Regions from separate parts of the Mus musculus genome. Here all the other regions are linked to region 1. Evidence: chromatin contacts called from public promoter capture Hi-C data. All regions are on one chromosome and are shown on one strand. The core of a region is the stretch at or near the end of the contact, and the rest is flanking DNA. Distances in the headings are between cores, read along the strand shown. Region 1 holds the start of Xrcc2 (X-ray repair complementing defective repair in Chinese hamster cells 2). Region 2 holds the start of Tomm7 (translocase of outer mitochondrial membrane 7). Region 3 holds the start of Nupl2 (nucleoporin like 2). Region 4 holds the start of Abcf2 (ATP-binding cassette, sub-family F (GCN20), member 2). Region 5 holds the start of Smarcd3 (SWI/SNF related, matrix associated, actin dependent regulator of chromatin, subfamily d, member 3).

Region 1 (5,790 bases), core at 1,705-4,204:
ATTTTAAGAGCAAGAATAGTCTCCTGTGTTCAGCAGTATAAAGGTTGCTGGCAGAGCTGATGGCAGATTCCATGGCTGGAGCTAAGGAAGCAGAGCACTCTAAGGGCACAGACCACTCTAACAGGCAAAGAAATGCAGGAGAGGGCGGGGCACCACAGGGTAACATCTTGGTTTTGCTTTTATCTTGTTTTAAGCTGTGATTCTGGTGGAAAAGACCAGGAGAACGAAATGCAGAAACCAAAACGTGGTGGTTCTTCCTGTAACTCTAGTACTGAGGAGAAAGAGGCATCATGAGTTCAAGGCCAGCCTCATCTATGAGACCCTGCCTCAATAAAACAAAAACAACAAAAAGAAGTGCAAAAGGAAATGGTCATGGGAGAAGCATAGCAAAATCCTTTCCTCTTCATTAGAAAAAAAAAAAAAGTGTTTTCAAGACAGGCAGTCATAGTGCATACCTTTAATCCCAGTACTCAAGAGGCAGAGGCAGGTGGATCTCTGTGAGTTTGAGGTCAGTCAGCCTGGTCTATGGAGTGACTTCCAAGACAGCCAGGAGTATACAGAAAAAACCTGCCTTGAAAACAAAAAATAACAAAAACAAAATAATGTATTTCAGGGGCTGGAGCAATGGCTCTTGCAGAGGGTTAAGGTTCAAGTCTTACTACTGACATGGCAACTGAGAACTGTAACTCATTTCCAGGGAATCTGATGATCGTCTGGGTTCTATGGGCCCAGGCATGTACGACGTATACACATATGTACAAGGCAACAATTTATATAAATAGAAAAGTTTGTAAGTCTGTGATTACACAAAACTAATTATTTTTAAATAAATGCTATTTTGTCTTACTTAATATCTGTCTATGACAAAGAGGCAGCTCTGTAGCTTCTTTTTTCCCAGTGAAAACCAGACACCGTTATCAATATTTATTGTGTATTATGAAGTTGCCATGTTCAGTGCATTTAGAGAAAAGCCTGGTGGGTGACCTGGGAGGGAAGTGAGAAACAGTATTGTGGTGTGTGTGTGTGTGTGTGTGGTGAGTGTGTGGTGTGTGTGTGTGTGGTGTGTGTGTGTGTGCATGTGTGTGTGTGCGTGTGGTGAGTGTATGTGTGTGTGTGTGTGTGTGTGTATGGTGTATGTGTGCGTGTGTGGTGAGTGTGTGTGTGTGTGGTGTGTGTGTGTGTATGGTGTATGTGTGCGTGTGTGGTGAGTGTGTGTGGTGTGTGTATGTGTGTGGTGTATGTGTGTGTGTGTGTGTGTGGTGAGTGTGTGTGGTGTGTGTGTGTGGTGTATGTGTGTGTGTGTGTGTGTGTGTGTGGTGAGTGTGTGTGGTGTGTGTGTGGTGTGTGGTGTGTGTGTGTGTGTGTGGTGTGTGTGCATGTGTGTGTGTGTGTGTGTGTGTGTGTGTGCGTGTGTGTCCGTCAGGCTGGGTTTACACAGGGAGATGCGTACTCCACCTATTTCTTAAAGCTCGCTTCCCAACATTGTCTTTGTTCCGACTCTACAGAACCACTGGCTGTTCCCCTAAAGCAACCTTCTTAACGCTTCAACCCCGTAGCACAGTTCCTCCTGCTGCAATGACTCCCAACCATACAATTATTTTTGAAGCTACTTCCTAACTGTCATTTTATTACTGTTATGAATTGTAATGTAAATATTTTTTGAGATAGAGGACTGCGAAAGGGGCAGTGACCCACAGGTTGGAACTGCTGCCCTTGCTAAGTTCAGACCATACCTGAGCTGCTCCCTCCTCAGCAGCAAACCACTGAACAGTCCTTACAGTGCCAGTTCAGGGGCTGGGAACGGTAGCTCTGGTGGCAGATCCCATGCCTAGGAATCATGAAAGCCTGGATTCCATCCTTGGCAGTGGATAACAGGGCACTGTAGCACACACTTGTAATCCTAGCATTCCGGAGGCAGGACGGTCAGAAGTCGAAGGTTAGGGGCCAGAGAGATGGATTTCAGTTAAGAATGGGTTTTGCTCTTACAGAGAACATGAGTTTGGCTCAGATAACTCAATTGCTAATAACCCCGGCTCCTGATCATCTGACACCTTTTCCTCTGGCCTCCAAATTCATCTACACACATGGGTACATACCAACCCACAGACACACATTCATTTACATAATTTCTACAAATAAATAACTAGGACAAGGTTATACTCAGCTGCACGGCAAGCTCAAGGCCAGCGTGAGCTACCTGGATCCCCTCTGAATACATTTAAGTTAGCTCCTCCTACAATTTGTCTTACCCTCTTTTGGAGAGGCATGCTTTTACCATATGCTGTATATTTTACAGAAGCTTCGATTATTACATTTTGTTTTGTGAGAGAGGGTCTCACTATAGAGCCCTGACTGGCCTGGACCTACCTATATAAAGGCTAACTTCAAACTCATAGAGATCTGCCTGCCTCCGCCTCTTTAGTGCTAGGATTAAAGGCGTGTACCACCATGCCTGTTGATTAATTTTGTTGTTGTTGCTTCTTATTCCCAACTCTTGGCTGACAGTACTCGAACAAGTAACACACGTTAACGTTTAACGGTTCCTGAGTGAAATGGCTTGCGTGGCTCTGGAGAGATAGACGACAGGGGTATTCTGGGATACAGAAGGCCGGATGCCACAAACAGGTTAGTTAGAGGTGAAGCAAGCTACCTAAATTTAGAAAACGTCTACTGATGCCTCAACTGGTGGTCCTCCCTTCCCCAGCTCCTGCTGCACGGCTCGCCATCCCTGACCGGTTCACTGGCGGCTGTCGCGCCGCCCCACGGTGGCCCTGGGCGCCGCTCGGCGACCTCCCCCTGTAGTGCGCGGCCCTCCCGTCGCCCCGCGGCTCTCACCTCTGTCCCGGATTCCGCTCTGCGAAAGTCGCTACACATCGCCCGGCCAGCTCCGCGGGTTCAACCTACCCGCCAGCAACGCCATTTAGCAAAAGCGCGAAAGACGCAGCCAGTCAAAGCAATGACCCTGTGTGCGCGTGCGCACTGTGCGGGCTCGGAGCCAGAGAAGCCGAGGGCATGCGCAGTAAAGCTGCGGCGCCCTCTTGGTGACGCCAGTCTCCTGCGTTTCCTTTAGTCCTTATGGTCCTTATGTTATCTTCAGTTACTCATCTCGACGGGTCTTTATCAGGCAAAATTAACATGTACGTGATTTCTAAATCTTATTTAGTTTTTTGTTTTTGTTTTTTAGAGACGAACTTCCTATGTAGTCGTGGCTGTCCTGGAATTCACTATGTAGACCAGGCTGGCCTCGAACTCACAGAAGTCTGCCTGCCTCTACCTCCTGAGTGCTGGGATTAAAGGCGATCACCACCACTGCCCGTGCTTACTTGTTCTAAAGAAACTTAAAGTACATCTTCCTGCCACGGTTGTGTATGCCTGTGATCCTAGCACTCGGGAGGCTGAGGCAGAGAATCACCAAGAGTCGGATCAGGCTATAGTTTGGGCTGTAGTATGAGATTGTGTCTCAAAGGTACTAGGACAAAAGTTTACTGATTTGGGCTTTTGGTGTGTCAGTGGTCCCAACAACTCCTGAGGCTGAAGCCAGATAATAGTTCGAGCCCAGGAGACTACTCTGGGCAGAACAGCATAACCAGATTAACAGGAGAAGTAACACCGTTACTGAGCAAGCTCGCTCTTCTTGTCCTTTCTTGAGGCAAAAGCCTATGACTGGCTGTGGTATTTATAGATAACTGGGGTGGGAAGAGAAAAATGTATATTGAATTGAAAAGAACTGTGGAAATACACTGAGCCTGTGAAGTTTTCAAGCTCTTGGTTTGGTTAGGTTTGTTGTTTGCCTTTTGTTTGTTTTCTTTCTTTCTCTCTCTCTCTCTTTCTTTCCTCCTTTCTTTTCTCTCTTTTCTCTCTTTTCTTTCTTTCTTTCTTTCTTTCTTTCATTCTTTCTTAGATATTTTCTTTATTTACATTTCAAATGCTATCCCCAAAGTCCCCTATACCCTCCCCTCGCCCTGCTTCCCAACTCACCCACTCCCATTGTCTGGCCCTGGCATTCCCCTGTACTGGGGCATATGATCTTTGCAAGACCAGGGTCTCTCCTTCCATTGATGGCCGACTAGGCCATCCTCTGCTACATATGCAGCTAGAGACACAGCTCTGGGGGAGGGGTACTGGTTAGTTCATATTGTTGTTCCTCCTATAGGGTTGCAGACCCCTTTAGCTCCTTGGGTACTTCCTCTAGCTCCTTCATTAGGGGCCCTGTGTTCCATCTGATAGATGACTGTGAGCATCCACTTCTGTATTTGCCGGACACTGGCATAGCCTCACAAGAGATAGTTATTTTCTTTTGTTTGTTTTTCTCAAGTTCTAGAAATACAGGCCAGCAGCACTCCTATGAGATTCTAGGCATTGGCACTTTAGTGCATGCTAGTTAAGCACTCTTGCAGATGAATTATATTCCCTGGCCCATTGTGTTAAGATCTTGGGTGGAGGAAGGAGTGGAGAGGAGAATAGTTTTCTTAACTGTTGCCTGTCAAACGCCCACTGATTAGATAGATAGAATATTTATACTCTGTACATCTCTGAGTACAAATCTTATGTGTACAGTACACATGAATGTCTGTACAAGACATACTACCACGCATCAGATTTGAACTTTTCTAGGAGCGTGTCACAGTAGACATGCCTGAATGGAGTTTACAACTTACTAGGTCAGTTGCTGGAACTTTCCTGAAAATTCCCTTTCCAACAGATTTGTAGGTTGTTTTCTTATGAAAAGGTGTGAGGTTGGCTCTGTGTCATTTCTCTGTCTCTTGTCATATTCTTGAAGAATTATCTGTGGTGGCTAGTTTATGTCATCTTGCCATAACTAGAATGTTTTGAAAGTTGGTGCCTCCATAAGATTTGACTGTTTTCTCTCTCTCTCTCTCTCTCTCTCTCTCTCTCTCTCTCTCTCATCCTGTTGTTTTTTTTTTTCTAAAGACAGGGTTTCTCTGTGTAGGCCTGCTGTCCTGAAACTCATGTAGACCAGGCTGACCTCAAACTCATAGATTTGCCTGTCTCTACCTCCCAACTGCTGTGATTAAAGGTGTGTACCACCACTACCACCAGCAGCTAGGGAATTTCTTAATTAGTGATTGATGGAGGGGGGCTCAGCCCATCGTAGGTGAGGCCATCCTTAGGTTAGTGGTTTTGAGTTCTATAAGAAAACAGGCTAAGCAAGCTATGTGGAACAAGCTGGTAAGCAGCACCCCTCTATGATCTCTGCATCAGCTCTGATGAACTTGAGTAAATTAATTTGGAATCATTTAATACTAATGCTAATCATTTAATACTAAATATCCTTAGGAAAAAAATCTCTAAGGTTATCAGTGTATATATTTCTTTGAACCAAAAACTTCCTTTCATAATTTTTTTCTTTCTTTTTTTTTTTTTCTTTTTCTTTTTTTTGAGACAGGATTTCTCTGTGTAGCCCTATCTGCCCAGGAAATCAATCTGTAAATTGGGCTGGCCTGAATTCTTCTGTCTCCCAAGTACTAGGACCAAAGGGTTGCACCACCACATTTGGCTTTTCCTCTCACAAAATTTAGAAAACACTGACAAAATATTTAAATTTCATACCTAGGCCTATTGAACTTAGGCCCTGGTTCTTCTTCCTAGCCCCATGCTCCCAGAAATAAGACTCAGACTCAAAACATATTTACAAATGTCTTGGCCATATAGCTAGCCTCTTCTCTGACTAGATATAAGTTAAAATCTCTCATTTATTCTAGCCTACATTCTGCCACGTGGCTGGTTACCTGTGCTAAGTTAAGTCTCATCATACCTTTCCAGCAAATC
Region 2 (5,790 bases), core at 1,124-3,623, 1.9 Mb before region 1:
AATAAGAACTTTCAAATGAAACAATTACGAGTCCAGCAGACAAAATGTCTACAATCCAATCTGGGACACCCGTCTCAGCTGACTTGTGCTGCTGAAGGTTTCTAGTTTCCACCAGAAAGTGGAGCAGCAACCATGACCATTCGTTCATCAGAAAGGACAGTTGTTTCCACTGTGCAGTTAGCAGATCATCTTAGCATGGCTTACTTTTACAGTCACTCCCAAGACTATTACAAGTCCCAAATCACACTGGAAAACTCCAAAAAGCTTAAAGAAAGAGGAAAATGACACCTTTTCTGAAAGAGTAATTGAGAATATCTTACTTTATCTTCCACAAACTACTCTCTTGATAAAGCAAGCCTCAAGATAGAAAAGGAGGGAAAATAATTTAATATTATTTATCTACCTATTTAGAGCAATATACCTTTACTATTTAAATACAATTTAAACTCTGTTGATGATATATATTAATTTCCTGAATAAATGATTAACAGGCACACAGGCACATACACAGAAGTGCTGGGAGGGCAGCCCTATCAGCATCAATCTTAAATTCCCTACTGGATGCCATGACAAGCCCCAGGAAAGGAACCAATGTGAAGCATCCAGTTCTCAGACCCAAGATTCTGACAAGTAGCTACAGCTTCTAGCTATGGACATAGCTGTGCACAACTTTAACACATTGTTCAGAAGTTGAAGGCAGGAGGAGCTTGAAATTACAGCCAAGCCAGCCTAGGCTGCATGAAAGGGGCTCATCTGGCGGTGGTGGGGGCAGAGGTGTATCTCAAGAGGAGAGCCTAGTGCACCTGTAGTTCCAACTACACCATAGATGAGGCTGAATTGCGAGTTCACCCAGCCTTACCTACAGGCAAACTATGAAAATGGAGCGGGGCTCAAAGAACTGTATGGACAACCCGGCCTACAAAAGTAGAGCCAGCAGTGGGTGGTGGCGCACGCCTTTAATCCCAGCACTCGGGAGGCAGAGGCAGGCGGATTTCTGAGTTCAAGGCCAGCCTGGTCTACAGAGTGAGTTCCAGGACAGCAAGGGCTATACAGAGAAACCCTGTCTCGAAAACAAACAAACAAAAAACCCCAAGCAAACAAAAAAAGTAAGCTGTCACAATTATCTATCTGATACCTATATAATATCACTGTCTGAGATTTTCTTTTCTTTCAAAATAGAGGAGAAAAGAGCTGTATGTGACGGTGCAGGCCTGTAATTCAAACACTGGAAAGGTAGGGAAAAAAAAAAAAAGAGAACCAGGAGTTCAAGGCCAGCTTGAGCAACATGAGGCACTGTCTCATCAGTAATACTTAGGAACACCAAGAAAAATACTTGTCCTATCAAAATATCCAGGTTATCACAGCTCACATACTTCTCACAGGTACAACAGCTGCCTGGAGAAATGTCCAGCCTAGTTAAAGGCTCTGCCAAGACTACAAATGAATGTATTTTATCTTATATAATGCAAGTCATGTAAAACAAACGAGAAGCAGCACCTTGTGAGGGTCCTGCTTTAATGAGAAACGCCAGATTCCATATTAGAGCTCTGAGACCTGGAGCTAAAATCCTCTGCTGTTTACCTTACGGGATGAATAAGGCAATTAAGATAAAAAATTGTAAAACTACTCAACCAGGAACAGAACCAGTTCCAGAGTGTAGCCCTAGGTGAAAATATTTGCCTGGACACTTGGGCAAGGAAAGTACAACTTTATGGCTGTCTTTCCCTGCAAAATGGGGTCTGTAACTTTCGGGAGAAAAAAAAAAATCACCGAAATCCTTCATTATACAAGAAAAGCGTAGGCATCCAATGGTCACAATCATGCTTTTAGGCAGTGACGTTTTAACCTGGTTACCGTCTTCCCACTTAGGCTAACCTACAGGAGGGAAACGTTCTAAAAGTCAAATAGAGGATTAATCTTTCTTTAGGGGTCATATAAACCTAAAACCAATCTTGAAAGGTCTTGCTTTTATTTTACAGATTTAAGTAGGGAATATAAGGGATTGTGTGACTGGTTAAACACTACTCAAATAGCTAAAAGGAACTGGAAGATGGTTTTTCGAGCCCGGGCAGACAGCCTCGGAAATCGTGGACAACGCGGAGGCCGGGTTTAATTTCCTAGCCCCGGATGGCAAAAAAGGAGACTCAGACCCCACCAACCCCTGCCCTGCGGCTCCTCCCAAGTTCTTCAATCACTGACCCAGGTAAATCACGAGAGGAATAAAGCCCCAGCGGATGGCAAACTGGCCGCCCTTGAAGAGCTGCTGCAGCCTCTGTTTGGCTTCTTTGCTCAGCTTCACCATGGCGACGACGGACCAGCGGAACGAGGAGCCCAACAACCACCACCGTGTCCGGATCCCGGAAGGGAGAGGAGCTGCGCATGCGCCACGTGGGGCCTTTACGGCAGGAGTCGTGAGGCATCGCCGACAGAGGCCGTAATCCGTCGCCTTCCAGCAACCTAGCTCCGCCTTGCGGGTTCACTGCTCCCGCCTCGTTTTTGTTGTTTTATTGTTGGGACGAATCCGGCTTTTCCTGGAGGGGCGGGGCGGGAATTGTCTTTCCAGATAGGGGCTCCCTGTTTAAGACTTTGCTGCCCTTGAACCCATGGAGCTGCTACTGCATCAGCGTCTCGAGTGCTGGGATTCAATGCGCGCTGTTTGCTGAAGATTGCCAGACGCGCTCACTTGAGGCCTACTTTTTTATCTACAACTACCTTTATTTTTTTCCAGCATCTTTCCAGAGTTTTAAAGCACACATCCCAGCGATGATCTTTGAGAAAGAAGGAATGTTATTTTATATACTGTTCTGTTATCTTGGCTAAGTTCCTTACTATCCCAGAATCAGTTTCTTCTATGGCTGCTAAAACCGGACGTCACCGGGCACTCTTCCAGGTTTCCTTCTACTTTGCACCCGTTCTCTGTTTTTCATTTAACAACATTTTCAAATCTGGGAAGTTCGCGTGAAATCTGGGTTTATTTGTCTGTTTTTCTTTGACACTTCTGGCTTCTAGACTTACATCTCAAGGACTGCCAAGGAACTTAATGAGATCACTGGGCACAAGGGGTTCATGGGAGTTAAGCTACATTTTTACTATAAAGGAAGTTATAGACTTTTGTGTGTGAGAGTCCCAGAAAACTGCAGTTTACATCTGGGAAGGAGTAAAGTCAGATATGCTTAAGCCTTGAGTGTGGTCACTGTTTCAATATTCTTAGTTGAAAATAGTTCTGTATAAAAGGAGTACTGCCCCGTAACAGCAAATGCTGTTAAATGTCAGGGGAGTCTTTGCTCGGCTGGTGGGATTCTTCAGCCAGACGGGACACCTTTCACTTCCCATGTCTCCTTAATTCTGTCTTTCTCTCCTGCCCCACTGCATTCATCCTCAAAGAATACATTTTTATTAATACAATGCAATGAAAAAAAAAAACCAACAATAAAGAACATAGGTGTAGAAAATGCGACTCTAGGATCAGAAGTGCCAAGATTTTAGTCGAATTCTGCAATTGACTTGAAATAAGAAACTTGTGAATTGGCTGATCCCATAGCAAAGCATCTAATTAGTTCACCATGGTTACTAGGAAAGCAGTGCTCTGATCCTAAAATGCAGTGATGTAAATGAGCCAAATGAGAACAGAAATTTTTATGCATCTTGTTTCTCAAAATACTCTGTTTAGAAATACACAATAGAGGGGTTGGGGATTTAGCTCAGTGGTAGAGTGCTTGCCTAGCAAGTGCAAGTCCCTGGGTTCGGTCCTCTGCTCTGGAAGAAAAAGAAGAAAGAAGAAAGAAAGAAAGAAAGAAAGAAAGAAAGAAAGAAAGAAAGAAAGAAAGAAAGAAAGAAAAGAAAGAAAGAGAAAGAAAGAAAGAAAGAAAGAAAAGAGAAAGAAAGAAAGAAAGAAAGAAAGAGAGAAGAAGAAAGAAGAAAAGAAGAAGAGGAAGAAGAAGGAAGAAGAGGAAGAAGAAGGAAGAGGAGGAGAAGGAGGAGGAGGAGAAGGAGGAGGAGGAGGAGGAGGAGGAGGAGGAGGAGGAGGAGAAGAAGAAGAAGAAGAAGAAGAAGAAGAAGAAGAAGAAGAAGAAGAAGAAGAAGAAGAGAAGGAGAAGAAAGAAAAGAAAGAAATACACAATAGAGCTGGGCGTGGTGGCACACACCTTTAATCCCAGCACTTGGGAGACAGAGGCAGGCAGATTTCTGAATTCAAGGCCAGCCTGGTCTACAGAGTGAGTTCCAGGACAGCCAGGGCTACACAGAGAAACCCTGTCTCAAAAAACCAAAACAACACCACCACCAACAATAACAAAACAAACTAACATATTCAGCAAAGATCCTAATAGGAACACAAAGGCCAGAGAATCAGGGGCACTCAGCTCTTACTCACCTTAGCCATCTTTCAGTCACTTCTTTGTAAAACTGTTTATTATTATTATTATTATTATTGTGTGGTGTGTATGTGTGTGTTTGTGTGCATCTGTGTGGTGTATATGTGTGGTGTGTGTGTGTGTCTCTGTGTGTGTTGTGTGTGTGCATGCTGTGTGCTGTATATGTATATGTGTCTGTGTCTGCATGACTGTGTGGTGTGTCTCTGTCTGTGTGTGTGTGTCGGTGGTGTGTGTGTGTATGTATGTGTATGATGTGTGTGTGGTGTGTGTGTGTGTCTGTCTGTCTGTGAGGAATGATGTGTGTGTATGTACTTGTGTGTGTCTGTGGTGTGTGTGTGTGTGTGTATGTATTTCTGTCTGTCTATCTCTGAGGTATGTGGTATACGTATTTGTGTGTCTGTGGTGTGTGTGTGTCTGTGTGTCTGTCTGTGAGGTGTGTGGTGTGTGTGTGTCTGCCTGTTTGGGAGGTATGATGTGTGTGTATGTGTCTGTGTGGTGTATGTGTGTGTCTGTCATCCTGTGAGGTGTGTGGTGTGTCTGTCTATGAGGTGTTATTTGTGTCCTTGTAGTGAGTGGTGTCTATGTGTGGTGTATTTGTTTCTCTGTATGTGTCTCTTTGTGTGGTGTGTGTGTGTGTGTGTGTGTGTGTGTGTGTGTCTGATTGTCTGTCTGAGAGGTATGTGACATGTATGTGTCTGTGATGTGTGTGTCCGTGGTGTGTGGATATGTGTGGGTCTGTGGTTTGTGTGTGTGTGTGGTGTGTCTATGTGCATCTGTGGTGTGTCTGTCTGTCTGTGAGGTGTGTGGTATATGTATGTCTGTGTGGTGTGTGTCTGTGTAGGTCTGTGGTGTGTGTATATCTGTCTATGAGGTGTGAGGTGTGTGTGCATGTGTGTGCATGTGCATGTGTTTGTGTGTGTGTATACAAGCACATGCCATAGTGTACGAATGCAGCTCAGAGGAAAACTTTGAGATGTCTTTCTCCTCCTTCCACCCTTCCATGGGGTCTGGGATTGAACTTTTCAAATACTGACCCACTGATCCACCTCACTGCGCACTTCTCTGCCCTTCTTTCCTCTCTGTCCTCAGCCCTGCTACTTCCCGATTATTCTCAGGGATCAGAAAGTTGATAGTTGCAACAATATATCTTCACATTGAATCAATGGCAGATGTGATTCCCTTCTCCATCCCACCTCTCCATCTTCTATGTACATTAGAAGTAGGAAGAGAAACCTTGTGACAAGTCAGTCTCTGTGGAAGGAGTGTCAAGAAAGCTGCCTCTTAGTTCATGTTGGTTTTCATTTAAAACTAAAATGAGGGGCTGCAGTCTCGGTCTAATCAGTAAAGCATTTTCCCGGCAAGCTTGAGGACTGGATTGGAAACCTAGCACCCACATTGAAAGGGGGAGGGACAGTTT
Region 3 (5,790 bases), core at 1,190-3,689, 1.5 Mb before region 1:
GCTGGAGAGGTGGCACTGTATCTTGCAGAAGGACCTGGGTGTGGTCCTTTGCATCCACTCGGAGGCTCACGATCATCTACAACTCTAGTTTAGGGGGATTCAGTGCCCTCTTTCTAGCTACCTCAAGTACCAGGCACACAATGAAGCACATGCATACATGCAGGAAAACATGAGAAAAATTGTTAACATAGCTAAATTTTCTGATGACAAAATACTCATTTATTACACTGTAATCACACTGATAGAGCAGTTACCCCTGTAGAATAGGCAGCACTGTTAAAATATTTTGACTATATTAGCTGTTCTTTTTAGGCTGCTGATTAACTAGAACACATAACATTTTATAAAGCTTTCTATAAAGTTCCTTTACTCCTAATAACCTGTATCATGTTCCTAATAAGAACACGTCTTCCCCCAAACCAGAACTATCATTCACAATTCTAAAGGATAATGGGTAAAAGTAAACTATTCAAAGTATATTACTTCATATACAAATTGCTTTGTATTCAAATTTCTTTGTATATAAAGTACATTTCATTACTTTTTCAAAAAGTTCCTTTCCTATAATGTACTCTGCTTTCATTTCAGTAGATACTGGGTTTGTCAGTGTTCTGTCCTTTGAAGTGCTTTATTTTGATGATACATGGGTTTTACTTTTGAGAATCACAATTTGAGTATGAATGTTTAGTAGACAAAACTTGTTCCATATTATAACAGTAACTGTGGCTCTGTGGTCTAGTTTTTAAAACTTGTCATTATAGTGTCATGAAAATGTTTGAGTCATGAGGCATTTTAATACACCAATATCAAAATGTGCCATTTAATAAAGTTATTCAACTAAATCTATATTCTTTTTTGACTGTTTGCATTAGGTAAAATCCAATTTACTCCATCCAATATGGCACCAAACCAGTTCTCATTAAACTTCAGTAAACTGGTATTATGAAAGAGCATTTTGTGGGTTGCAGCATTAAATCCTGATTGATCCTTTTGAACCCCTTAATTTTTCCTCCAAAGATTTTTAAGGTTTCACTCTGATATTACCAGTTTTACTCCTTTTAAACATAACTCAATTTGTTGTGGGCGGGTGTGAAGATTCAAAATAGTGGCAGTTCTCACTTTGGTAAGCTGAGGCAGGAGGATGACTGAGACCATGCTAGATTACACCTACATATAGAGCTATCTAGATTGTGTTTCCTATTACTATGACAAACCCTGGTAAAAGCAACCTCAGAAGCATGTGTTGATTCTGGCTCACAGATTAAGGTACAGTCTAGCACAGCTTGGACGGGATTTCAACAGGAGCATGAGACAGCTGGGCACATTGTATTTGCAGTCTAGCAACAGCAATGGATGTTCAACTTGAATTTGCCTTTTTATTCAGTGTGTGCCCACTCCTTTGAGAATGCAGTCCTCATTAAGGGTACATCTTTCCAGTTCAACCTTTGTGAAAGCATCTTCACAGACATGCTCAAAGGTGTGTATCTATGGGGATCTAAGTCTGACCCTCCAAGTCCAGAGATTTGTGTCTATGGTGATTCTAAAAGTAATCAAGTTGACAGTATTTACCATCACAAGTGTTAGGATTACTAGTTAGAGTTTTGCTTTTGATCTCTCCATCCTCTAGCATAACCAAAATATAAAATGAGACTCAAGGTATACTTTGAGTCTGAGGAGTCTCTAAGCTGCCTTCAACTCTTAGTTTATCCCCATTCTCCAATTTTAATTTCCAAGAGCAATTTCATTTCATTGTTATATAATGTACTTGTTTTATACTGATACAGGGTCCTGCATGAGAACTGTAAAGATAATAAATGAAACGTAGTGGGTGTACGGTTTTGATCTTAGCACTAAGGTAGGTGGATTTCTGTGGGTTCGAGGCCAGCTAGTAAGACCGTATCTCAACAAAACAAACAAAACAAACAAAAAACAGTAAATTGGATACTTTCAGAAAACCTTTATCTGAAACTGCTCCTGAGGAAAATCGGGCTGCTTCTGTGTCGGTTTTACTCTTTGTCATTTTTCCTGATGAAATTTCAAAAGGCAACATTTACGTGAAATTTTAAGACATTACCGACTAAGAAACTAATAGATGCTTTTCGCCTGCATTGAGTCCTGTTTCCTGGTTACAGCTGGCTTTCTGTAAATAATCTCTCTTGATAAACAGATTTTTTTTCGTTGTTAAGCCCATTTTTACCTCCCCCCCCCCCAAGTAAATGTAAAGAACGAATGAGTCTCGCAGACTGTATACAGCCAACTAGAGGGTTGCTGGTTGTCTGCTATATCTGGTATTCTCTAGATTCGGGTCCGGGTTCAGGTCCGGGTCCGGGTCCGGGTCAGGGATCCAACGACCGCGTCCCATTTCAGCATACCCGAGCGCTGACAGCTCTGCTCTTCTTAAATCCCATTGGCTAAAGCCCACGCGGCTCACGGCACACTGGTCACAGAGCCTCTGGGCGCGGGGCGATGACGTCACACTAGCCGGGCCTCGGTTGCTGGAGCCTGGGCCCTCGCCGGCGACCGCGAGCAGGGTCGAGCTGGGACGGCGCTACCATGACCATATGCCAGTTTTTCCTTCAAGGCCGGTGCCGCTTCGGAGACCGCTGCTGGAACGAGCATCCCGGCGCCCGGGGTGCGGGCGGGGCTCGGCAGCCGCCACCGCAGCAGCAGCCACCCTCAGGTGACGGTCTGGGAGCCTTGAGCCAGGGCCACTTGCTGCGGACGCACACCTCCACCCCGGGCCCCTGCCCTGGCATGCGACGTCTCACCCCCAGTAGTTTGACAAGTCGTTTCTGATCGTCACACGTGGACAGGCGTTTGGACTTGGGTGCTCCTGTCAAACACTGCGTTTTTAAATTAGAGATATCTTCATCAAAACCTCCTTTTTGGTGAATGGCAGTGGTAGGGAGAATTCACGTGGGTTCATTCAGACCCCTTTCTCTACTCTTTCCCCTTCCTTGTCCGTGATCACAAGCTCTTAAAATCTGGGCTTTAGTTAGTAGCTTCCGACACTGGGTCAAGAACCTTACAAGTTTTGTGGAAAGGGTATTCAGGGGTTAGACATTAAACCAGCACAAAACAAGGTTTTAGAAGTCAGATAAATACGTTTTGTTCTCTTAATTTTGGAACCTAGTTTTTTGTTTGTTTTGGTTTTTAGGTTTTCAGAGATCGGCTTTCTCTGTGTAACAGCCCTAGCTGTCCTGAAAAACTCTTTGTAGACCAGGCTGGCCTTGAACTCACAGAGATCCACCTGCCTCTGCCTCCTGAGTGCTGAAATTAAAGTCATGTGCTACCACTGCCCAGTGGAACCTAGTTCGTGACGTTGTCAGTGGGTGCTTCTCTTTCCCCTTCTCTTTAAGGCTCCTCCAGCCCCTGTGTTCATGCTGGTTTCATATTTCCAGTCTTTTCGTGGAGGAGACAGATTGTATCATCTACAATGCTTCTAGTGAAAGACTCCAAATTAGGAGTCAGGTTCCGATAGATACTGGTATACTCCCAGGGACTGCTGAGAGGAATGTTTGCCATTTGGTCTCTGGAAACCTACTTTAAATGTAGTAATTTGCAAGTAAATGTTCAGTAGATAGATAATTAGGGGAAAAATACAAATAAAACTTTAGAATGAAAAGAAAGAAAAAGAATGCTTTGTAATTTTAAGGCCCACATTTGGGCCTTAAATACCTCTCTCTTTCCCTCTGCTCTGCTCCATCTTACGTAGCTTCCTGTTCCTCCTCCTGTGAGAGCTGGGCATATCCTATTCTGTCAAATTTTTCTCTGATTTGTCACTTTGTCTGGCACTCAATTAGATACCACTTTCAAACATAGCTGCTTCCTTCTACAGACTAACTTTACTTTCGATGTCTGAGATTAAAGCTGTGTACTAAAGGCATGTCTATTTCAGCCAGAGGAGTACTCTATCAGTCTGTTTTTAGTATATATTAAGTGATATATTTTCTAAATCCTAAGATAAATTACCTTTATCCTAGCATAAACTAGGAAGTGATAAGATTAAAAACAGTATCAAAACCTGAAACAAGTCCTATTGGCTTATTATTATTATTTTATGAGTTGTTAGAAATCTACGCTATACTTTACCTATTAGTAAGCTCTGCGATCTCTATATGAAGGATAGGTTGTGGGCATTGTGTCCACAAAGTAAAGACAGAGGCAAACACTTTTTAAATACCTATTTAAGGACAGAAAGTAAAATTTAACCCTTTTTATTATCCAGTTTATTCATTGTTCTCTTTCATTCATTGTCTCTATGGCCCAGTGCAGAAGCATACACACACATCCAATGATAGGTCAAATGAGGGCCTTGACCGAGCTGGGCTCACCGCAAAGCTTTTAGAGATGTTTAGAGTATTTTTTATTTATTCCCTCATGGTCAATTTAATAGGCTTAACACTGAACTCACCGATATGTCTTTATATTTCTATGATCACATTGATCTCACTTTGTTGTTGCTTTTTGTCAGCTTGGGTTTTGGGGTTTTTATTTGCTTTTTGAGATGAGGCCTCACTATATAGTTCTGACTGACCTGGAACTTAGAGACCTGCCTGTCTCTCCCTCCACAGTGCTGTGATTAAATTCTTACACCAACACACCTGGCCTTGATCTCATTTTTTAATATAAAGAGAACATTATGTGACTTGTTATAACATATAACAAACTATAACTCATAAAGGGATTGTCATTTAAAACTAGTAGAAAATAGCACTGTGTATAATGTCAAGACATAATAACATAAAATGTAATAGAGATCTTCAAGATTGGAAAAATTTACCAATTTTCTGATTGTTTGTTTTCTTGATTATTTTAGGGAATAACCGTCGAGGGTGGAATGCCAGCAGCCAGAGGTACTCCAACGTCATCCAGCCTTCCAGCTTCCCCAAGTCCACACCATGGGGTGGCAGCAGAGATCAGGACAAACCACCATTCGGCTCTTTTGATTCTGGGGCTTCTACCAGCAGAGGCTTTGGGTCATCTCAAAACCCTTTTGCTTCACCTCTCTCTGATGAGCAGAAAGATGAAAAGAAACTTCTGTGAGTTAAAAGTGTTGTAGAAAATCAATTGCTTAGCTTTTCCAGAAGCAATTACAGTGTTTTCAGTAAGCAAAACAAGAAAAAGAAGTCACCCGTGGCCCTGTGGCTCAGCCAGTCTGTTCACACTGTGAGCTTCTCAGACCTCATCACTTAGTGTGCGTTCTTAGGTTTGTCTGCTCTGGTCCACTTCCTGCTGTACTAGCATATTTCAAAGGTCAGTCTTGCTTAAACTAAAGTCGGTGTGCTCTGTGCTCTTTACAGAGTATCGGGTAACTCAGAACAATCGCTATCCTCAAGGGTACTGATAATATCACATATTTTTCTTTGTAAAACCTTTATTTCAGTTTCCCTATTTGAAGTTCCATAAAGAGTGAATTTTTAGGTTAGTTTGGGGTGTATTTTTTTTAAGGGGACAAGCAGGCTTTGTTTTATTTGAAAGCAGGGTCTCCCTATGTAGTCCAGGCTGGTTTGTAACTCAGGTCTCACTGCCTCTCTGTCTCCAGAGTGTTGTCACTTCACCAGCCATTTGTTTCTGAAATGCTGAGGACTGTGCCTAAATCTTCAAGCATCAATTGTGTGTGTGTGTGTGTGTGTATGTGTGTGTGTGTGTGTGTGTGTGTGTGTGTGTGTGTGTAACAAGGCAAAGTTCTATTGTGATCCTAAGTGTAATAGCATCCTTTGTGATACCTATCACTTTAGTAGTTAATGGTCACATTCGATATGAAAGAAACATTAATTTAGAGTCAAA
Region 4 (5,790 bases), core at 1,906-4,405, 1.1 Mb before region 1:
GGTGACAGCTCGAGCAGCAGCTTTCTTCATCTCAAAGTCCTCCAGCTCCTTGGTCAGCAAATCTACTTCTGGGGCAAAAGTGGAATTTGGGAAGGGTCAGTCAGACAGACTCAGATCTGGGACCAATAGGCAAACTCCACAGGACCTGAGCTCAGGTCATGCGAAGCAGATTCAGAGTTCGGAGGGCTTTACACAGTGCCATGACACAGACTAGCCTGACACCCTGCTTTCACAGACAGGCTTTTCTCAGCAGCCCTTTTGAGTCTATGCTCTCTCCTACCACTTCACTTTCCTCCACTGTTTCCCCCTTCACCATCTTCCATAGCTCTGGCCATGGATAAAGCTTCCCCATGGCCTAACTTGATCACACTAGCTGCCTTCTAGAATCTTATTTTGGGGACAATTCCTACCACTTGACATTTCTTCATCTGTTTAGTGCATCTATGGTGACTCTCTCTCTCTTTCCCTCCCTTTCTCTCTCTCTCTCTCTCTCTCTCTCTCTCACACACACACACACACACACACACACACACACCTCAAAACACAGTCCCTCAAATAAGAATCAACAGCTGCAATGACTAAAGTAGACATAAGTAACACTGCAAAATGACATGGGATAGCAAATGGGAACACAATCATGTGTGTAAACCTCAAGTTTGCACAAGAACTTAACGTGTAAAAGGACAATACCATGTGTGGTAAGATTCAAAGGGCAGTGAGCAGTCTACATGCAGCAGAAGGACTGTGCAGCTTTCCTGGGCAGTGAAGACAGGGTTAGACTGGGATGGTTGTTATCATACACTGCAATGTTTGCCCATGTCACAGTTAACTTAGCTGTCAACTTCACATAAACCTGGCAAGAGGAACCTCAACAGAAGAACTGCCTCATCAGGCTGGCCAATGACCATGTCTAGGGCATTTTCTTAATTTCTAATGAATGCAGAGGGTCCAGTGTAGGCAGTGAAGTCTTTAGCTGAGTGGGTCTGTGCTACATAAGCAAGCTAGTTGATGCCTGGTGTAGTGGCCCATGCCTTTAATTCCAGCACTCCAGAGGAAGAAGCAGGAGAATTTCTGAGTTCAAGGCCAGCTGGTCTACAAAGCAAGTTCCAGGACAGCCAGGGTGGTTACAGAGAAACTGTCTTGAAAAACAAAACAAAAGTCCTTGCCTGACTTCCCTCAAAAATGGACCTGGGAAGCTGGGTAGTGGTGGTGGCGCACGCCTTTAATCCCAGCACTCGGGAGGCAGAGGCAGGTGGATTTCTGAGTTTGAGGCCATCCTGGTCTACAAAGTGAGTTCCAGGACAGCCAGGGCTGTCTCGAAAAAAAAAAACAAAAACAACAAAAAAAGGACCTGGGAATATAAGAAGAAATGAACTTTTTCCTCTCAAGTTAATTTTAGTCAGAGTGTTCTGTCAGAGCAAGAGAGAAAGAAATAATAAAATAAATTTTCTGAGAGCAAACTATGTTTACAGTGTGAGTGAGTAGCTTATTTAATATGGAAAAATGCTACAATAAATCCCCTAAACCTAAGTAACAAAACCATAAATATATTATCAGAAAAATTACATGAAGATATATAACAATATGTTACACATTACTCATTGGTATAATCACTATCCCTGTGACATTAAGAGTACCATATGAGCCAGGGATGGTGGCTCACACCTTTAATCCCGGCAGCTAGGAGGCAGGGGCAGGTGGATCTCTCTATGATTTCAAGCAAGTCTAGTCTACAGAGTTCCAGGACAGCCAGGGTTACACAGAGAAACCCTTCTATCTCCAAACATCTGCCTCCCCCCCCAGAAAAGACAGCACCATATGGTAGAGCCTGTATACTCACCACCATAGGTAGGAAGAAAAACAGGAAATAGTACAAGTTGCCTTCCCTTTTATTGTCTACTGCAGCACCAACCAAGGTAGATCAAAAACTCCCATCTGTGTTTGCCACTTGAATTCAGTTTCCTTCATCAGTAACAAGTTTTAACTCTATGGGTGTGGGTGTCACCAAAAAGTTTCATGGCATATAAAGACATGTGTCTGTGGGTGCTTTACTCTGTTTAAAAAGATGGGGATGTGAGGACAGCCTGGCCTCAAACCTTCATCTTTTTACCTTAGCCTCCCAAATGCTGGAATTAAAGGCCTATGCATCTGCATCCAGATTCTGATCTTGGCTTCGAAAACCAGCTCAGGAAACTCACCCAACCTACCTCCATCTCCTGTGGTCTCTCTGCCATTGGCCTCCTCGATTTTCTCTTCTGCCACCTGAGGTTCTGTGACAGCATCTCCATTTTCTTCATGTCCCTTTCTGGGTCGCTGTCGGGCTTTGGCAGCCTCCTTCTTTTTGGCTGCCTTCTTCTTGGCCAGGTCGGAAGGCATGGTGATGAGCCACAGGGGTAGTTACAGTCCTTTCAGGAGTCTGAAGAAAAGCAAACAGATACTCCAAAATTCTAAACTTACAGGTAAGAATGTCTGAGTGCTATCCCATCCCTCCTTGGAATTTTCCTATCAAGCCTGTGGTGCCCAACTCTTGTCCCCGCCAACTTTGTCCGGGCTTCTCACACTCTCTCGACCGCTCCTCCAGCCTCATCTCCTCCCTTGGGGTTCGCGCGCCAATCCCCACCGCCGGCTTCACTCGGATGCGCTCTTCCCCCAGGGCCTTAGTGAGGGACCGCTCTGCCCCTCGTCTCCAGTTTCCGAACTTGGCGCTCGCGCACCTCTGCCAGCCGCCTCCTTTTCGGTTCTTCGCCAGGAGTTCGTCCCGGACCTCCCTTCCGTCCCTCTCATCCACCCCACCGACTGCGGCGCGGTTTCTCTCCCGGAACCACGAGTCCTCCCCAGCGGGTCCCTAAGGGTCTCTGCGCTCGCTGCCCCTAACCTCCCCCACACCCCGCTCGCCGGCGTCTCTGCCTGGGCCAGTTCTTTTCCCTTTCGGCCCTTTCCATTCCGACCCTGAGCTCCCTTCCGCTTCTCCTCCCGCTTCCTGCTCACGGGTCCACACTCTCCTCCCCTCCGGCGCCCCTTCCCCCTCAACTCACGGGGCCTCGCCGCTCGGCCTCTGTCGCAACAGAGCTGCTCCTTGAGCTCCTCCGCGTGCGGCCGGCTCCCCAACCAATCACGGCCCCGGGCGGCCCTTGGCGCGCTGCCGCGAGGGCTTCTGGAAAATGTAGTTCTCAAATCGTAAGAACTTAGGGCGGGACTCTCCTCCGGAACTACCACGATTCCCAGGTGTTGCGCCGTTCTAGTGACGGCATCAGAACGCGCGATGATTCTGGTTGGGGGAGGATTAGAGTCCAAGAGGCCCGTCCTACCAAGCCGGTTTGAAGAACTGAAAACTGCAAATCCCAGATTGCTCCTCGGAGAGGTGGGCTGGTCTCCCAAAGGATACCCCACCCCTAGCAGATAAATTTACCAGGCTGCTCTACTGGTTTAACCAGCAGGAAGTGCGACTAAGCTTCCCGGCCAGCGTCCTAAGAGTGCGAGACCAAACAATGAGAGAAGAGAGTTAGAAGGTGGAGGGGAAAGAAGAGCGAGTTGCTGCTGGGCAGGTGGCTCTGAAAGTGAGGTAACCCTTTGTAGACCACGCCAACAGAACTCTGTTCGAGAAAGGCATCCTCGTCTCATGGAACCGAAATTGAGAGCCTCGTCCATCGCTAACGAAACTTTTTGAAAGTGCCAGACGCTGTGCTGAACCTTGGTATCTTAGTCAAGAGTTTCTGGGTTCCACCAGAGCCATGCGAATGTGGTGGAAAAATCTAAAGTATAGGACCACTTTGCTGAGTTTAGCTCTATGGACACTTAGTTGTGACTTGTTTCATTTCCTTTGAGTCTCACTGTCTAAAATCTAAAGCAGACTTAGTGTTAGGAACATTATAAACTAGATCTGTAGCCTCATACACAAAACAACTCTACGACCCTTGCTTGCTACCTGTCCAGGGTCCTGTCCACTGGTGTGTCATCACTGATGACACAGAAGGAAGCAAACTTAGTGCCCCTGAGTGCATTCTCAGAAAGTGACCCCCTTTTCCTCTAAGGTCACCATGTTGCCAAGCTAAATAGAAATTAGGCGTGAAGATCATTGAGGGTGGACATCACAAGTAGCTTCAGAGCCTGCCCCCTGTGTCTTTGGCAGCACACTAATTTTAAGATGAAAACGGGCTAAAGAGATGGCTCAGCAGTTAAGAGCACTGACTGCTCTACTAGAGATCCTGAGTTCAATTCCCAGCAACCACATGGTGGCTCACAACCATCTGTAATGAGATCTGATGCCCTCTTCTGGTGTGTCTGAAGACAGCTACAGTGTACTCATACACATAGATAAATAAATGAAAGAAAAGGGAGGAAGGTAAAAGGAGGCTTTGTAACACACACACACACACACAGCTTTAAAAAAAAAAAAAAAGAAAAAAGAAAAGAAAAAGGAAATCCAAATGGGCCTGCCAATCGCCTAAACAGGAAACTGCGGCTGCTAAGGAAGTTGTCTGTTTCAGAAACGAAGCACTAGTATAAAACCCATGTGACCATTGTCCATTCCCACCAATGAGAAACATTTTCTTGGTCCATTGTCCACCTCTGCCTTTGAGGGTGTCCTCATTTTACTCTATGGTAAACTCTGTCTTCATTACTCAGTGCCTCATTGGAATTTATTCAACAGAGATGGCAATGACTGGAAAGCCTAAGGGAGTCTGAATAAGATCCCTGTAAGACACAAAACACTAATCTCACCTCTCTCCCCCAACAGTAGAAGCAGTTCTCCTCTGCTAGAATTTAGAGTTCAGAGTTAAGCCATTTAAATACCACTGACCATGTTCCTAGAATAACCTCCACCAGTTGAGTAGTTCTATTGATATTTCACACAATTGACATGAGCATACACAGATTACAAAGTAGCAAGGAACTTTATTCAAAGGCCAAGTAATATCACAGATGAGAAATGCAGTCAGTCTTGACCACAGGGCACATGAGTGAGTGTCCTCGAGTCTGATGCTTCATTTCATGAAGTCTAAGGAAAAGAGAGGCTGCTTACTACAGAGGGTAATACGAGTGGTTCTCTATTGTAACAGACAGATTTGACTTACATAAGCTTTTGCTCACTACATGCGTCCTGTCCCATGATGCATTCAATCTTTAAAATTGTACTTAATTATTATTATTATTAATTATTGCTATACCACTTGCACATTGATGTCAGACAATAGCAATTTATTGAATTGATTCTGTCCTTCAATCAGGATCAAACTCGGGTAATCAAGCTTTGTTGGCAAGAGTTTTGTTGTTGTTGTTCGGTTTTTAACCTGCTAAGCTATCTTACGAACCCTTTAAAATGTCTTATTTATTTGTGTGTGTGGTGTATGTTCATGTATCTATGAGTCTGTGCACCCATTTGTGTGTGGAAGCCAAAGGAGGATTTTCAGTGTTCTGTTTTGTCACCCTTTGCCTTATTCCCTTGAGAAAAGGTCTCTCACTGAACCTGGAGCTAGGCTGGCAGCCAGCAATCCTCCTGCCTCCACACCACCCTTCATAGCACTAAGGTTACAGCCATATGATCCTTTTTATATGAGCTCTGAGACTTTGAACTCAAGTCATGTTTACGTGGTAAGTGCTGTTAAATCCTGAGCCACGTCCGCAGACTTCTGCATCTGATTTATTTGTATGCAATCCCGAGTGTGCGTAGACACAGAATGATAATAGAATGTCAAAGGACACGGTTTCTCCTATTGCACATGCGCTGAAAACTAGTTCAGACCAGATTATCCCATCTCTTTTGTTTTCAGGATGTGTCCCAAGATGTGT
Region 5 (5,790 bases), core at 990-3,489, 1.1 Mb before region 1:
ATCAAAAGAGATGAGATGTGAATGCAAGTGGAGTGTTTCAGATTTCACTTGTCCAAGCCCAGGAAGGGGGCTGAGGCTTGGGGACCTAGACCAGGAAGGGTATTAGGGAGAGGGGAATGAAACCCCTATTATTTAAACACTACCATCTCAGGCTAGGGATGTAGCTTGGTTAAGGGCTTGTGCAATACATGTGGTGCTCTGGGTTCGATCCCCAGCATCAAATAAACTGCACATGATAGCACATACTTTTTTTTTTTTTTTTTTTTTTGAGACAGGGTTTCTCTGTGTAGCCCTGGCTGTCCTGGAACTCACTCTGTAGACCAGGCTGGCCTTGAACTCAGAAATCCACCTGCCTCTGCCTCCCGAGTGCTGGGATTAAAGGCGTGCGCCACCACCGCCTGGCATGATAGCACATACTTATAATCCTAATCTTGAGGTGAAGGCAGAAAATCAAGACCACCCTCTGATATATAGTGAATTTGAGGCCAGCCTGGGCTACAGAAGGCCATGCACACACACACCCTTCTCATCTTGCCCCCTGGATTAAGAAGCCCTAACCCTAACCCTGGGCTTCCTTTCTCCTCTTACATTGCTTACCTCTGAGGTCTCCACCCAGAGCCAAGCAGCTGTCTCTGCCCATCTCTTCTATAGTCAAACAGGCCTGTCCCTGAACTTGCCTCCCCCATTCCACCTGACTCTGTCACTCACAGCACCAATGTCACCAGCGTGGAAGCTCAAGCCTAGCCATTCTCCATCACTATAGAGGGGACTCTAATCATCCAAGAACCGAACTACCAAGTTGACCACATTCAATTCCATATGCAGAGCCTCTTCACTGGATGGTAGTCTTTAAAGCAACTACTCTTAAGCAGCTAGGTCAGGATTGGTAACTCCACTAACCCATAGGGCTGCCTTGGAATTTATACCCCAGAGATCCCTATGGCTAGAGAACAGGCTGCCACAGAGAAGCCCTCTTCCCTATCAGCCACTCTCCTATTCATCAAGGCCACTGATACTGTTGGGTCTAATGAGGCCCTGAGAAGAAGGCTTCTAGGGGCCCCCAGGAGCCTGCCATCAGTAACAGCCTCATAAGGGTCAGATTCTGGGGGCCCTTGCCTCTCACTGAAATGGTGCTTCCTGGAGTCACAACCAAATTTGGCCATAGTAAATATGACTGACTCTTCCCTCCATATGCCCAGGCTTAGAGCTCCTCACAGCAGGCTCTCCACCTCAATAGGTTCCTGGGTACCCTCAGACTCCTCACATGTCTTCGTGAGTGTGTGAGTGTGTGTGTGTGTGTGTGTTAGAACGGTATAGTACTATCCCTTTGGTTTCTAGGCCTCATGTCCCCAACTCCTGCCCCTCCTTCACACCTTTGAGGTGTTAAGGTCATCAACTTCTGGTGGCTGAGCCTGCCAAGGAGATCTTCTGACTGCTTAACTTGAGGTCTCACAAGTAGACCCTTCTCAGCTCTGACAGCAGGGCCAAGTCCTCAAGGCCCTCCTGCTAGGATGCAGAGGTTGTTCAGCAGAGAGCTTTTGCTCTTAGGTCACCTGCTCCTAGCTGCTCAGACCTAGTCGGAGTGACCCTGTCCCAAAGGATGAACAGGGACAACAGGCAGCCCTGCCCTAGCTGTGTGTTCGAGTCACCACCCCACCCCCACCCCCAGGGCAGGGGTAACACCTGAGCCCACCAGTAAAAGAATGTGAGACATGTCAGTTACAGAGGGGACCCCCCTCTTGGGGGAGGCACGGTGCCCACATCCCACCCCTTGCCCCTGAGAAGAACCCAAGCCGACGCCTCTCTTCCCGGCCGCCGCGCGCCCATCCCCAGCCGACCGCTTGGCGACGTGTTCGGATGCCAGGGCGCCCGCAAGGTCCCAGGGTTGGGCCGTGACCGTGCGCCCCTCAACCAAAGGGGTGGGAGAGCCGGAGCGCGCCGGCGGCCCCTCCCGATCATCCCTCCATTCAGCCCGAGCCAGCTCGCTCACCCTCCCCCGCTAACTTTCCCCCACTCACCACCCCATGGACCAGAAACTCAAAAAGTTTGCTTTTCGTGGCTTTGCGCGCCCCTCCGGCAACTTCGTCCGCGGCCATCGGGGTGGGCTCAGCGGCTCCTCTCACTCTCTCTCTCTCTTCCTCTTTCTTTCCCTTTTCTGCCTTTTTTTTCCTCCAACTCTCCCCTCTGAGTCCTGCTGGGCTCTCTCACACTTCTACTCGAGCGGAGTGGGGAGGGGGCCCCTTCAGGGCTGCCCTGACGGCCCACGGCCCACGCCGCCGCCGCCGCCCGCCCGCCGCCGCCGCCGCCGCGGCTGCCGCATTCCTGCACTGATAAGACAGAAATAGTCCGGCGGCCCGGGGTCTGCCTGCGACGCGCCGGGGACGGAGCGGCCCTCCTGTGCACTCCGCGTGGTCCAAGCGGCGCACAGAAGCGGCGAGACGAGCCGATCTGCCCGGAGGCTGCGCGATGGGCAGCTGCGCTGCGCCCAGGCCGCCCGGGGCCCATCGGTGGCGGCTCGGGGAGGGAACACCACGGGAGGTGACAAGGGGCTCGCCAGCCACTCTGCCCTCGCCACAAATAGTTTCTCGGTTAGGGAATTCGCCGACATGGCCAGGCAGGGAACAGACAGTTCCAACTTTTTTCCCCCAAGTGGCTCCTGCAGCATTTCTGAGGCCCTTTCCCCTGGGACCAGGCAGGCCAAGTAGGGAAACATTTGCTGGAAGGAATCTGGGGGGGAACCCGAGCCCGAAGCAGGCCTTGCTCCTGTCCCAGGGCCAGCGCGGTGGGTGTGCCGGGCTAGGCGGGCTCCCGGGCGCCCGCAGATGTGTGTGCCCTTGTCTCGCACACCGTGTGTCTGCACCCTTTTGTGGCACGGCGCAGAGGCTGTGGGTGTGGATGTTTATGTGCGTGCACTGACAAACGCCCAGTCTGTGTGCTTCCCTTCACAAGAGCCGCCGAGCCTGCGCGCGTGCGTGCGGGGCAGGACACGGCCTGTGTCTTTCAGCTCTGTTGGAGTCTATTTCTGGGCTTGTGAGTCTTTGTTTGTCTCTGTGCGAGAAAGTGAGGGCAATAGGGGAAATATTTCCGAAAAGGGGACATGGACTGGACTCATGAGAACAGGAGGAGTACATTGTGAGGAATGGCGCGGATCCAGGGTGGGTACTTGGGTGGGTAGGAGGAAAGGGTGAGGCAAGCAGGGCTTGATGGCTTTGGCGCGGAGACCCAGAGAGCTCGGGATTGGTGAAGTCCGCCCCAGAACCGAAGAGAAAGCAGGAGTGTGGGGTAGGAAGACGAGGAAACCCTAAATGGGACAGTGTGGATAGAACTGGCCATCCCTGGAGGGGAGGAAGAACAGAAAGGAGGGGACAAATCCTGAGATCCCTAGGTTGAGCCCAAGCTCCGCCCATTCCACAAGCCACGCCTGTCCCCACCTTCTGAAGGAGGAGTCCGCGGGTTTCAGGACAATCAAGGGTCAGGTTTATGGGCTAGCTGGGGCTGCCGCTGAGAGAGGGACAATGCCTGAGGGAACTTGTGGGAACACATACAATTTGAGCCCTCAAGACCCATTGCACCGAGGGACCCTAACCTTTGGCCCTTCAGAATGTCTTCATGGGTCAGGATAAGGAGCAGAGGAATGCTCTCCCAGTCTATTTGGCCTGTATCTTTGTTTCCTGCAGGTCCTGTTAGTATGCCTAGCTGTCATTGTCCTTTCAGGTGGCCACTGTCACCGTGAAAGACTAGAGAAAACATCTTCTTAGATGCTATGGGGGACAGTATTCCAGGATGGGCAGACTCCAGCAGCAGCAGACAGTAACGGTGGTGGCTGGAAAGATAACCTGCTTAGGGCCAGCAGCTCACCTCCAACACTCCCCCCACCCCACTCATCCCCTGGTCTAAGGCTCTTCAGGCATTTTGCAATGCCTCCACTTGCACTCTCTGCCTGTCCCATCCTTTAAGACCCAGGTCGGACCCTGGTTCCCTGCTTCGCTTACGGGAACCTATTTTGGTCTTATCCAAATGTCCCATATCATTCATTCATCTTGCCCATAAACTGGGCTGGCGGAATGCCTCATGTGCCCTTCACTTCAGGTGTTTTGTGTTTGGTCTCCCAAGGAGGTTGTGACTCCTAAAGGCAGAAATGGCATTGGGCCCACGCTTTCTGCAGCCTGGCTGGGTACAGGGGCTCTGTCTACAACATCAAAACTGAGAACATCTGCAAAGCTTAACAGGCCAATGAACATAGGCCGTTTACCTGAAGATGTGAGTCACTGCAGCTACCCCGACCTCTGCTCCTAGCAGGGACTGGAAATCCCAGTCCTTGGAGGTTCTGGGAGTGGGGTGGACAACTCTAGGCTTTAGGAAAAGCTAGGTGTCCTCAACTTTTAGAGCCACCTCTGAGGAGAAGACAGGAGGCGGCTGTCACCTTAGCTTTGTGGGTGGAACGTCTGAAGGACGGGCACCAGGCCTGGGAGGCCTTGGTGGTGAAGAAAGCTGTGGGAGATGCCAGGACTAGGGGAACGGGGCACACCAGTCAGACCCACAGACAGGTCCTTTTGGAGCTGGCCCTCTGGGGGTATCATTATGCTTCACAAAAACCACACAACTTGGAGCACACATACTGCCACAGGGACAAGGAGCCACATGGATTTGCACATAGAGGCACACTCTGGCCTCCCCACATCCCATACAATGAGAGGCCGTTCACAAGTGAGCAGACACATTAACATGCTCTTCTAGCAGGTCTAGTGGGGGACTTGTGGCCAGGGAGACCTTCTCACAAAGGACAGTAACCCCACCACCTCGGTGCCACCAGGGTGCTGGGCAGTAACACGTCGCCCACAGTGCCCGCGAAGAGCCCGGCCTTCTTCCAACCAGACTGGGCGCAGGCCACACCCGGGTAGGCCGAGAGCGTGTCTGGGGCAAGGGGAGGGCGGCCGCGCTGCGTCCCGGAGCTGGAGTCCCCCCTGTCGTCCCCCCATCTCTCCTTCCCTCGCAGAAGCACCACCAGCACCAAATGGCAAAGCGCCGCTCCCCGCGCAGGGAGCGCTGCGCCGCGGCCTGCGGGACGGACGGGCCGCCTCGCCCCCCACCGTGCGGAGCTAGCGGCCGCAGCCGGTGCACTGGGGGCTCCGGCCGCCGGCCCGCACCGCCCTCCCTCCGCCCGCACGGCTCCCCAGACCGAGCATGCGCGCTGCGGCCTCCCTCCCGGTGAAGGTCAGCCCAGGGCCCAGCTGCAGGACTCCACGGCGGCCAGGGGAGGCGGAGAAGGGAGGAGGGATGCAGGGAAGAGATTTAACTCCTTCTCTGCGGGAAGATGGCCACCCAGACCCAGCCGGAGCCCAAGAGTCTTGTGCTCCCGCCCTCTGTGGAGGTCCCGATTGGGGACAAGGCAGGGGGGAATTGAGGGGGTGGGAAAGGGAGAATGAAGGGCTAGAAGGAAAGAAGGGAAGCTAGCTGGGGAGAGGAAGGGAGGGAGTGGAAGAGGAACAAAGGAGCGAAGAGGGAGAAAGGACATCTTGCCATAGAGACAGACCCCTTTCTCTTGTCAGCTTTCCCTCGCCCCAGCAGTAAAACTTCCCTCAGAGAAAAACAATTACCCTAATTTTATCAGGGGGTGGGGAGTGTGAAGAGAGACCCTTTGGAACTCTAACTGCCAGGTCTCCTGATATTTGTGACCTGGCCTGTCCCTAACCTTTCTCCTTTGGTCACTAAATCCTAGGACATGACAGGGGACCTAGTCTGATGAATAAGCTCCAAGTCCCTTGGGAACTCTGGCTAGAACTTAGGACC

The links. Promoter capture Hi-C pulls out the DNA fragments that hold promoters and counts their contacts.
Region 2: a promoter capture Hi-C map of second pharyngeal arch cranial neural crest shows a contact between it and region 1. The contact joins the promoter of Tomm7 here to the promoter of Xrcc2 in region 1.
Region 3: a promoter capture Hi-C map of pre-B cells shows a contact between it and region 1, with 2.0 times the contacts expected there. The contact joins the promoter of Nupl2 here to the promoter of Xrcc2 in region 1. A contact is called at or near these places in 2 of 39 promoter capture datasets (frontonasal cranial neural crest and pre-B cells) and 1 of 484 Hi-C or Micro-C datasets (CD4 T cells).
Region 4: a contact with region 1 is called in a promoter capture Hi-C map of pre-B cells, with 2.6 times the contacts expected there. The contact joins the promoter of Abcf2 here to the promoter of Xrcc2 in region 1. A contact is called at or near these places in 2 of 39 promoter capture datasets (cranial neural crest and pre-B cells).
Region 5: a contact with region 1 is called in a promoter capture Hi-C map of second pharyngeal arch cranial neural crest. The contact joins the promoter of Smarcd3 here to the promoter of Xrcc2 in region 1. A contact is called at or near these places in 2 of 39 promoter capture datasets (cranial neural crest and second pharyngeal arch cranial neural crest) and 1 of 484 Hi-C or Micro-C datasets (CD4 T cells).

What each region holds. Positions count from the first base shown.
Region 1 is chr5:25,702,843-25,708,632 of GRCm38.p6, forward strand. Xrcc2 (X-ray repair complementing defective repair in Chinese hamster cells 2) reads right to left here and starts at 2,955. Exons shown (of 3, transcript NM_020570.2): 1 at 2,836-2,955. The coding sequence starts at 2,874.
Region 2 is chr5:23,841,772-23,847,561 of GRCm38.p6, forward strand. Tomm7 (translocase of outer mitochondrial membrane 7) reads right to left here and starts at 2,374. Exons shown (of 3, transcript NM_025394.3): 1 at 2,200-2,374. The coding sequence starts at 2,302.
Region 3 is chr5:24,162,524-24,168,313 of GRCm38.p6, forward strand. It overlaps Nupl2 (nucleoporin like 2), which reads left to right and starts at 2,440. Exons shown (of 7, transcript NM_153092.4): 1 at 2,440-2,680; 2 at 4,820-5,042. The coding sequence starts at 2,554. It also overlaps a transcript of Klhl7 not described here.
Region 4 is chr5:24,574,312-24,580,101 of GRCm38.p6, forward strand. Abcf2 (ATP-binding cassette, sub-family F (GCN20), member 2) reads right to left here and starts at 3,156. Exons shown (of 14, transcript NM_013853.2): 1 at 3,036-3,156; 2 at 2,208-2,416; 3 at 1-68. The coding sequence starts at 2,376.
Region 5 is chr5:24,599,763-24,605,552 of GRCm38.p6, forward strand. It overlaps Smarcd3 (SWI/SNF related, matrix associated, actin dependent regulator of chromatin, subfamily d, member 3), which reads right to left and starts at 2,240. Exons shown (of 13, transcript NM_025891.3): 1 at 2,019-2,240. The coding sequence starts at 2,096.